Linked DNA regions of Sus scrofa: region 2 is linked to region 1. The links are chromatin contacts, called in public Hi-C maps. All regions are on one chromosome and are shown on one strand. The core of a region is the stretch at or near the end of the contact, and the rest is flanking DNA. Distances in the headings are between cores, read along the strand shown. Region 1 overlaps RECK (reversion-inducing cysteine-rich protein with Kazal motifs). Region 2 overlaps RNF38 (E3 ubiquitin-protein ligase RNF38).

What was found. A called contact is a pair of places that touch in the nucleus more often than the background predicts.
Region 2: a contact with region 1 is called in a Hi-C map of fibroblasts, with 1.7 times the contacts expected there. The contact joins two enhancer-like sites. A contact is called at or near these places in 5 of 47 Hi-C or Micro-C datasets (embryonic fibroblasts, fetal heart ventricle, fibroblasts and 2 more).

What each region holds. Positions count from the first base shown.
Region 1 is chr1:236,872,146-236,877,232 of Sscrofa11.1, reverse strand. RECK (reversion-inducing cysteine-rich protein with Kazal motifs) reads right to left here. Exons shown (of 21, transcript XM_021065979.1): 11 at 3,668-3,880; 12 at 2,091-2,227. Among named protein-coding and RNA genes, the nearest start is that of GLIPR2, 45 kb to the left of the region's middle. Within about 2 kb of position 1,547, at least 9 of the 83 cell types and tissues checked have an H3K27ac peak or open chromatin away from gene starts, as enhancers often do. A contact at or near this core is called in embryonic fibroblasts, where this site is marked.
Region 2 is chr1:237,225,208-237,230,345 of Sscrofa11.1, reverse strand. The region is part of intron 1 of RNF38 (E3 ubiquitin-protein ligase RNF38); the gene reads left to right. Among named protein-coding and RNA genes, the nearest start is that of RNF38, 13 kb to the left of the region's middle. Within about 2 kb of position 3,110, at least 49 of the 83 cell types and tissues checked have an H3K27ac peak or open chromatin away from gene starts, as enhancers often do. A contact at or near this core is called in embryonic fibroblasts, where this site is marked.

The DNA of each region.
Region 1 (5,087 bases), core at 298-2,797:
CCATATGCTGCATGTGCAGCCATAAAAAGACCAAGGAAGAATCTCACTTGAGATACAGCTATCCTTCAATATCTATGGGGGATTTGTTCCAGAACCCCATAGAAACCAAAATCTGAGGATGCGCAAATCCTTTATATAAAATGCACAGTATTTGCATATAACCTAAGAACCTTTTCCTATATACTTTGTCACCTCTAGATTATTTGTAATATGTAATACAATGTAAATACTATGTAAATAGTTGTAAATACAATGTAAATGCTATGTAAATAGTTGCCAGATGTACAGCAAAATTCAAGTTTTGCTTTTTGCAACTTTCTGTAATTTTTTCCTAAATATTTTTGATTCGCAAATACAGAACCTGTGGTTATGGAGGGCCACATATGTGGTCATACGATACTGAAAGAGAGTTTTTTTGGAGGCGCCGTACCTGCAGCACGTGGAAATTCCCAGGCCAGGTATTGAACCCATGTCACAGTTATGGCCTGCCCCACAGCTCTGGCAATGCCAGATTCTTAACCTGCTGCATCGTAAGGGAACTTCTGAACAGAATATTGAAATTTATTTATTTTTTGGCTACACCTGAGATATGTGTAGTCCCCAGGCCAGTGACCAAATCTGTGCCATAGGTGTGACCTGAGCCACAGCAGGGACAACTGTGTGGCTTAACCACTAGGCTACAAGAAAACTCTTGAGTATTGAAATTTAAACAAAAGTATTTCTTTAAGTTTCCTCCCACTGAAATAGTTTCCTTCTACACATGTGTCTGCCTGCTCTAGTAGAGTCCCAGATTGTGAATACATTCATTTCGCTTATTTGATTTTAGGCCAGACTCAGACTCTAAGGCTAAGAGAGGCTCTTGGAGTTTATCTCATCCATCTCAATCATTTTACAAACAGGGAAGCTGAGACTTGAAGTGATCTTCTTAAAGTCACAGAAGCCTATGCTTCTAGTCTAATGCTCTCTTTTTTGCTATACTGGTCACAAAGGCTAAGGGACATAGTTCATTGGTCTTGAGAAATATAGCAGATATTACTAACTGCAAATCTAGCATCCACTCTTTTCTTCTTACTTACTCTCATAACTCTAATTTTACCCAGGTTGGCAATGGGTCCAAAGGTAAAAAAATCCCAGTTTCCCTTATAACTAGGGGTGGTTTTCCCTTACAATAAGACAGGGTGGCTAGAATTACAGCAGTCATGTTGTGATGATAAAGTACATGTGGTAACCTTGTTGATGGAAGCCAAGCGCTAAGGATGGTGGAGAAAGAAAAAGAAGCCTGGATTCCTGATGATGGAATCGTTATAACATCCCTCTGGACTATTTACTTCTGGGCTTGCTTTTGCTTCTATGTGCTCTATTATTTGCAGTTGAATTTAATCCTATCTAACACAGGCAAACAAAGCAAGCAGGAGCTGAATTCACTGGCTTTCCAGCCAGCTCACAGCACTAGCGCCCCCTGGTGGCAACCAAAACACTTCTCCTACCCTAACTTACGCTGTGTGAGTCTTACTTGTTACTCCCTGGTTTCTACCATATGTAGTCACCTCTGGCCAGGAAGCTTAGCTCCAGAATCCCTCAAGGAGATAGCAACTTTTTCCTCTAGCTCTTGGCAGGAGTATTTGGCACAGAGAAAAGTTCTATTTTCATGTACTAACCTAGGCCGTCATTCCTCACTCCCTATGTGGTAGGCGAGTCAAGCCAACGCCTGGCTAAGGTCCACTGATATTCTGATGACAAAAAGCTGAAGACTCCCTAGGGGAGATTCCACTTAGTCAAATCACGGCAAGGAGACAGCAATGATGTAGAGCTGGTTATGTGAGTACGCTGGGCTTCTGACTGACCACTTGGAATTCCTGACTGACAATGGTTCACTACCTTTCTCAGACTGATGTGATAACTGCTTCTGTGTACATATTTTAAGATGACAATTCCTTCCTGGGCCAAAAAGTCCAAGAAAATAAGATAAGAGCCTGCAATTGAGATACTATCATTAAACCACATGTTCTCAACAGACAGATGTTCATCCAAAGCAAGGATGGCAGAGAGAGAAAGAAGCGTTTGAAATTAAAAAAAAAAAAAGCACTTACTGAGGTAGGTATCCAAAGGTATGCAATTCTCCAGGTCATCTGTAGGTGACAGGAGCTCACAAATACTTTCAGCTGTGTGGTCTTCAGGGAATTTGTTCTGGTCCCCACATTTCTTGAGAATCTCTACACAGTCTGATCTTGAAAAGGAAAATACACACAAATTGAGGGTTCGAAGAATCTCCTCATGTTGTCCAGTTAATATCAGTTCTGTTTCTGAAATTTTCCAGGAGGTGGGTCTTCATAGCTCAGCAATGTTTCACACTTTGTTAGGTGTGAGTATGCCAAAACAGAACAGGAGTGACAGCACACCTTAGGTTGAGGAGTAAGTAATGTATTACACTATCAAAGCATCCCTAACTTTCTCTGACCTGAAATCAAAGGCCTTGCTCAAATTTTACACTCATACTTACTGTTGTTATCATCAATGTGGCTTTTCACTGTCTTTGAAAGGAAATTAGTCTGATTTGCTCTTTGCAAAAATCATATATCCTTTCTCTCAGGACTTTATGCATGCTTGCTTCTTTCTTTCTTCTTCCCTCACTCCTTTCCTTTCTTTCTCTTTTAAAATATCTGTTTAGTTATCAACATTAAGATGTCCGGCCTATAACTGGAAAATCCACGACTTAAAAATTTTCTGTCTTCAACAGGGATTTGACCCCTATAAATTTCTGTGCTAAGAGTTTCTACTAATTTCCCACTTGCTTCTTTGTGCTTATCACCCAATCATCTCTCCCCGACTCAGGCCATCCCCAAGTCAGGTCAGAGGCTGGACTCTGTTCAAGGTTGAAATAATCTGCAACCAGTCATTAAGTGTCCAGCAGCACTGAATGAACCACATACCCACAACTAAGCAACTGAATGTTAATTTTGTTTTGGAAAAGGTTTTTGGAAAAAAAGATGCTTGAAGAGCAGCTGACATATTTTACTATGTAGTTCATGCTTTTGGATTTGCCCACCATAGCAGCTTTCATCTCTACTTTAACATAGATCTTAAGCAAACCAGTCACAAAATGTTTACTAGGAATAGGATTCAATGACTATATTTACTAACTCTGGTACTCATCAGACATTTCTGGAATACCTCTTACAGGTTAGGATTACGTTAATCCCTGAAGAGGAGAAAAAAAGGAAAGAGGTGATAAAAGAGGCACAGAGAATAAACTCCTCAAGGAGAGCAAAGTCTAACAGAATATAAGACAAGTACACAAATTGAAATATGCAAATAGAACTGTGCACTGAAGATACTCAGTTGTACTTGAACTAAGCTCCATAAGAAAATAAAGGTCTAGAGGAATTTGTGGTAAGAATAAACCACTATCAGCTGGAGAAATCCAGGATGATTCCATAGGAATGACTGGTATTTGAGAGGGGCTAAGAAGGATGGGCAATGGGCAAGTAGAGATTGGGGGGGGGAGAACATTTTAAGCAGAGGGGGAAAAAGCAGGAAAGCATTTGACATATAGAGGTGATGGGCAAAAGGAAGTGGTGGGAGAGAAAACTCTAAAGACAGGCTGTGGGTGGGGACCATGGAGGGTCTGAACCAAAACTAGAGAGTCATTATTACGAAAGGAACTTACTTGCAAATAATACTTCCCCGGGATTTACTATGACAAGGTTTGATCTGCAGTGAACAAGCTATTGCTTTCCACATTTCTGGCTGGCACTTTTTAATGTCAAGAACAGGTATGCTGATAAATGGCATCTTTATGCTTCCCTTCTCCCACAGCTTCATGTCATTCATGGCTCCTTGATCTGACTGAGCATTGCAACTCCTGAAAAGTTCTGTTGGCCTGAAGGAAAAAAAGGCCAGAAGGAATCAAGAGAATTATTTCCTAGAGAGGAGAAAACCCTGACATGCTAATGAATCAGCAAAATTATTTTTTTCAAAGAAGTGCATACAACTCATCAAAGAATGTCAGCTTTAAATGTAAGAAGATTCAAAGTAGACACTAGCATTAAGATTTTTTTTTTTTTGGAGTTCCCACTGTGGCTCTGCAGTAACAAACCCAACTAGTATTCATGAGGATGTGGGTTCGATCCCTGGCCTTGCTCAGTAGGTTAAGGAACCAGAGTTTCTGTGGCGTTGGCTGGCAGCTGCAGCTTCAATTTGATTCCTAGCCTGGGAACTTCCATGTGCCATGGGTGTGGCCCTAAGAAAGAAAAAAGATTTTTTTTTTTAATTTTAAATTTTTTTACAGGTGGCACCTGTGGCATATGGAAGTTCCCAGGCCAGGGGTCGAATTGGAGCTGCAGCTGCCGGCCAACGCCACAGCCACAGCAACTCGGGATCTAGCCATACCTGCAACCTACACCCCAGCTTGTGGCAACACCAGATCCTTAACCTACTGAGCCAGGCCAGGGGTTGAACTGCATCCTCACAGAGACATCATCAAGTCAACCTGCTGAGCCACCATGGGAACTCTACAATTTTTCTTTTTAATATGGATTTTTGTGAGCTAGTTAAAAACTTCAAAATACTGTGGACAGGACTGTTACCTCCACCAATGCTATTTCTTTGATTTCACAAAATACATGATGTGATTTGACAAACATGTACATTCACACAGGCATATCCAAATCAATTAAGGAACATTTCCATCATGTCAGAAAGTTCCTTTGTGTCCCTGTCCAGTCAATGCCTTCCCTGTTGACTGCATTCCAGAGGCCACCAACATTTGTGCTTTGATCACCGTAGATTAATTCTGCCTGTAAATACCTGTAAATTCTGTCTGTAAATTCCTTCATAAAAATGGAATCACACTGTATGTACTCTTTTGGGTCTGGTGTCTTTATTTTTCTTTATTTTTTCTTTTTGTCTTTTTAGGGCTGCACCTGCAGCACATGGAGGTTCCCAGGCTAGGAGTCCAAATGGAGCCACAGCTGCTGACTTATACCACAGCCACAGCAACACAGGATCCCAGCCAAGTCTGCGACCTATACCACAGCTCATAGCCACACCAGATCCCCGAACCACTAGGCGAGGCCAGGGATCGAATC
Region 2 (5,138 bases), core at 1,861-4,360, 350 kb before region 1:
TTCATTTGTTTCATTTATAATACATATTTCTTAGAATACATAAATATACGTATAATCTCTGACTGTTTACTTCACTGCTCTCTGGTGGCCACTAAAAGTAATGATAAAGCATTTATTGAATGCCTACTATATACCAGACACAGGGTTTCAGATATGATTCAGAATTGCAACAGTTTAGCAATAGACTCCAACAATGTGTTAGCTGACCAAATTTTTGGGTTTGCTAACCCCTAATAAGAGAGCAAAGAACATCAAAATTGCATTAATAGTGGGATGATATCATGATAACATTGCTAATGCACAGATCTAATCAGATCACAAATTTAAGTGGCTGCCTTGAAGTAAAAGAAATATTTTTTTGTTTGGCATTCAAGGCCATCATAATTGGGTGATTATTCCAATCTCTGGTATTCTTCATGAATATTCTCCAGGGAGGTATGCCCTGTTGTCCATATGTGTGTCTCATTTTTTTTAACATCTGTCCCTTTTATTGTTACTTCAGCTTGGAATGCCTATCCTGCTTCACTTCTTCCAAATCTTATTTTTTAATATCTGGATAGTAGTGGTCACTTGTGTGCTTGTTATGTGAAAGGCTCTGTTTTAACTGCTTTACCTGGATTAAGTCATTTAATTTTCTCTAAGGTTGATGCTATTCTTATCCTTATGTGCAGATGAAGAAACTGGAGCACAGAGAGGTGTTTTGCTAGAGATGATGCAGCTATGAAGAGTGTTATCTAGGATATGAACCCAAGCCATCTTATTCCAGAGTCTGTATTTTTAGTCATCATGTTTTACGTACCTCACTTTATGCAAAGCCTAAGCAAACGTAGCAAGTAAGTTTTGGTAACAAGATTGAATATAAGCAAAGGTGGTCACTTGGTTTTAGCTGCCAAAGAGAATTTGCAGTCTTTAGTTTTACCTTTGCTCCTCCTGAGAAATACATTCTTTTGTGTGTGTGTGTGTGTGTTAGGATTATTTAATTGATTTTCTTTTTAGTCACTCACTACCCTTTTTGGTCTTTTTAGGGCCATACCTGCAGCATATGGAAGTTCCCAGGCTAGGGGTCGAATCAGAGCTGCAGCTGCCTGCCACAGCAACATCAGATCTGAGCCACTCTGCGACCTACACCACAGCACTGGAGTGGGTTCACTTCACATCAGGCACGTTTAAATTGCTTCTTGGATATCTTCCATATTCTAACATTAGTCTTAACTGAGTGTTTGTTTGGTTGTTTAAGCGGATACATAAAAAAAAAAAAAAAAAAAAAAGGCCGTACTCAGAATCCCACCTTTTTATGGATATGAGTACTTCCCTCCTCCAAATTAGTACAAGAATGGGTGTTAGACTTCTTACCCATCTTAATTTCCATAATAAACTCTGATTTGTCACAAGCTAAAGAATAAACATATCCCTTTATTCAGTGGTATAGAATATATACATTTCAGGCATCAGTTAGAAAGCCTGGTGCCATGTTGATGCTGTCTGACACAGTAGATTATTTGAGGAATATAATGTAGCATAGTGATTCTCAAGTAAACTACCTCAAACTTAGTTGCAATGCTTGTTAAAGATTCTGTGGTTTTTTTTTTTTGTTTTTTTTTTGTTTTTTTGTTTTTTTTTGTCTTTTTAGGGCAGCACCTGTGCCACATGGAGAATCCCAGGCTATGGGTCTTATCAGAGCTTCAGCTGCTGGCCTACACCACTGCCACAGCAACAACGTATACAAGCCGCATCTGCAACCTATATCACAGCTAACGGCAATGCCGGATCCTTAACCCTCTGAGCAAGGCCATGGATTGAACCCACAACCTCATGGTTCCTAGTTGGATTGGTTTCCACTGAGCCACACAGGAACTCCAGATTCTGTATCTTTAGGTGGCCTGAAGTTGGAATCTGAGATTGAATAAATTTCCTCAAGCAGCTGTACTGTTGCTAATATTATTTATCTGTGTTGTAGGCTTAATAGGCATTGATGGGCCATCCATTTAGAAGAATGTTCTATGGCAAAAATTGAATTCTAAGATCAAAACCAGGTGCAGTAGTCACAGACTTTTGGACCATGACCTGTTTTTGAGTTAAGCACTGTCATCTTAGTCTTTTTCTTCTACTTTGTTAAGGAAAAATAAATTCTGTGCCTTTCAAATTACTAAGCAGCATGAGAATTAATTCATAAGAGGAAGATAGTCTTTCCATGTAGGCAGGATAAAATCTGATTAAATTTAGATAATTGAGGAATTTCCATCCATTTACTGGTTTGCGTTTCTTTAAGAACCTTAGGGTCAGAACTTATCTAGAATTGCCGTATGTTTGGAGCTCTAATGGAATACATTAATGTTGACTGTCTTTGCTATATATGAAGAATATGGGTCATGAACTCTTACGATTTAATTATTCAGTGTTTCTATTAAAAACTGCATATATTGTTGAAAACAGGAATTACTATTCCATGGTATTTTTGAGCTTTAACTTTAAATAAAAGCTATCATTGTGTGCTTTAAAACAAACAAACAAACAAAAAACCCCATCAAATAAACCCCAAATCCAACAAGGGCAACAAGTCAGATTTGCCTTCTTAAAGTGAATCTGTGTGCAGTTCATGAAGTTATTAATTTCCCTGTTGAGATCAAAACTGAAGTCAGATAATTCTGTATATTGTGAGTCTAGTTTTTGGTAGAACAAAGTCTTTTAAAAAATGAACTGTCTTAATTGACATGTGATTTTTAACAACAGTTCTGTGGGATGGGGATGGAAATCAAACTAGTTTTACTATAACCAGAATCTTTTTATGGCACTTTTGAGATGTAAACATTTCCTTTCAAAATAAAATTGATAGAATGGTTATATTATTTTTCCTGATGCTGTATAATTAAAAACCCAAGGCCCAAATTTAAGTCTTGATTAAAACTTTCTTTCTGTGGAAGAAAAGTTATCACATTGAAAGAGGACTTTAGAAATTTTGATTCTGTGGTTGCTTTAAGAAGGAGGAGGCAAGTCAAAATGGGCTTGAGCCCCACAGAATTGACTTTGCTACTTCCTGGGTCAGGAAAGCTTGGAGAGGGAGGGGCTGTACTGCAGCGAGGCGGGGCATAAGCCTGGTAGGAACTAGAAGTGAAACTGGAAGTGCCTTCAAAAAAGCAGATTGTTGTTAGCCCGTCAGACTGCAATAAGCAGTGAGATGGTATTATTCTCAAGCATGCATGTATGTGTAGTTACCCTGGCAGATTTCCTGAGAAAGTCAACATGTTTGTCTGTAACTCAGGACAGACTGATGAGACTCTGGAGGAAAACGAGAGAGGAGCAAAGGAAGAGTCTGAGTCTAGAGCAAAGGGGCTCTAGCAGATTTTGAAAGAAAATTTCTAAGCCTTTGAGGAAGGCAGCCAGAAGTTAAGGGAGAATCTGGGGACATTTTCCCCTCCCCACAAGCTGTATAGAGGCAGAGGCTGCAGCATGGAAGTCGAGGGTAGATAATACTTGTACCAGTTGATAAAAGTATCCTGGTGGAGCAAAAAACATATATCCCTACAGTTTTATCTTAAAATGATGGATTCCCATTATAATATTAGTGATGGAAATGAAGGTTAGTTAGTCTTATGTAATTTTATTATGCCTGGGATTAAAATTGAAATTCGCTTATTTTAAAAGAAAAATGAGGACTTATGATATTGACACGTAGAGCAATACATTTCTAGGGTGGTTTAATGGTGGTTGTGTGCTATCTGTCACACACAAAAGATGACACTCCTAACATGCCCTGCCTAACTGGGCCATGCAGTGCTGATGTTTTTCCCACCGGAGTGATAGATTTAAATTCAAAGAGGCTAAAAAAACCACTGCTCTTTCTGCTGGCATCTCCCCTTCCCATCCCCAGAAACACTTCGATACTCTCTGTGTGGGTAATATGGATAATATGGATTGGGGTGAGATTTATGGCTCAAGGTAGATGAGCATCTCACTTTAACTTACTTATGCATCACCCTGGGATCTAGTTAAAAAGCAGATTTCTAGCAGGGTCACAGGTGACAGAGTAGTGGCACTGAAACTTTAGCTTGCATAATAGTCTTGTGAAGGGCTGGTTAAAAGGAAGATTACTGGGTTCCACCTCCTGAGTTTTCGATTTACTTCACTAGGGCAGGGCCTTTTAAACAAAATCCTAGGGGATGCTAATGTAGCTGTTTGGAGGGCGGGTACCTGATGCACTGAGGTATAGTGTAAATAACCATGAGGAGATTCGGAGGTTCCTCTTGATTTCTTAAACATTATTTTATAACCAAACTGTAAATGGTGGGGGAGAAAAAGTGGAAAGAAAGTAATAGAGTAATTAATACTGTTCATGCTAAGCAAATAGCACCGCATAAAACAGTTCTGTGTGCGGAGTTCCTCTTTGGCGCATCAGGTTAAGGATTCAGTGTTGTCACTGCTTCACTGTTATGGCTTGGGACCAGAGCTGCATCTGTGACCTACACCACTGCTCACGACAACGCCAGATCTTTAACCTACTGAGCAAGGCCCAGGGAGCAAACCCGCAGCCTCATGGTTCCTAGTCAATTCATTTCCGCTGCGCCATGATGGGAAATCCTGCTTCTGTTTTGTAGATAGGTTTATTTGTGCCATATTTTAGATTCCAGTATAAGTGCTATCATATGGTATTTGTCTTTTTTTTTTTTCCTCACTTCATTTGGTGTGAGAATCTCTGGTTGCATCCATGTTGCTGCAAATGGCATTATTTTATTCTTTTTTATGGCTGTATATATACCATTGTATATAGGTACCACATCTTAATCCTTTCATCTGTCCTTGGACCTTTAGGTTGGTTTCCATGTCTTGGCTATTGTCAGTACTGCTGCCGTGAAAATAAGGGTGCATGTGTCTTCAAATTATAGTTTTGTCCAGATATATGCCCAGGAGTGGGGTTGTGGGTTGTTTTTTTTTTACATCATACTGTATTGTGACCATCTTCCTACAGCAATGAGTCTACCTTCTTCTTTTTTTTTTTAAAAAAAATGAAAGCTTCAACATTTATTTCAGATTCTCTCTCTCTCTCTTTTTTTTTTTTTATATTTTTTTTCTTTTTCGCCACACAGGCAGTATGTGGGAATTCCTGGGCCAGGGATTGAACCTACGCCACACAGCAGCAACCA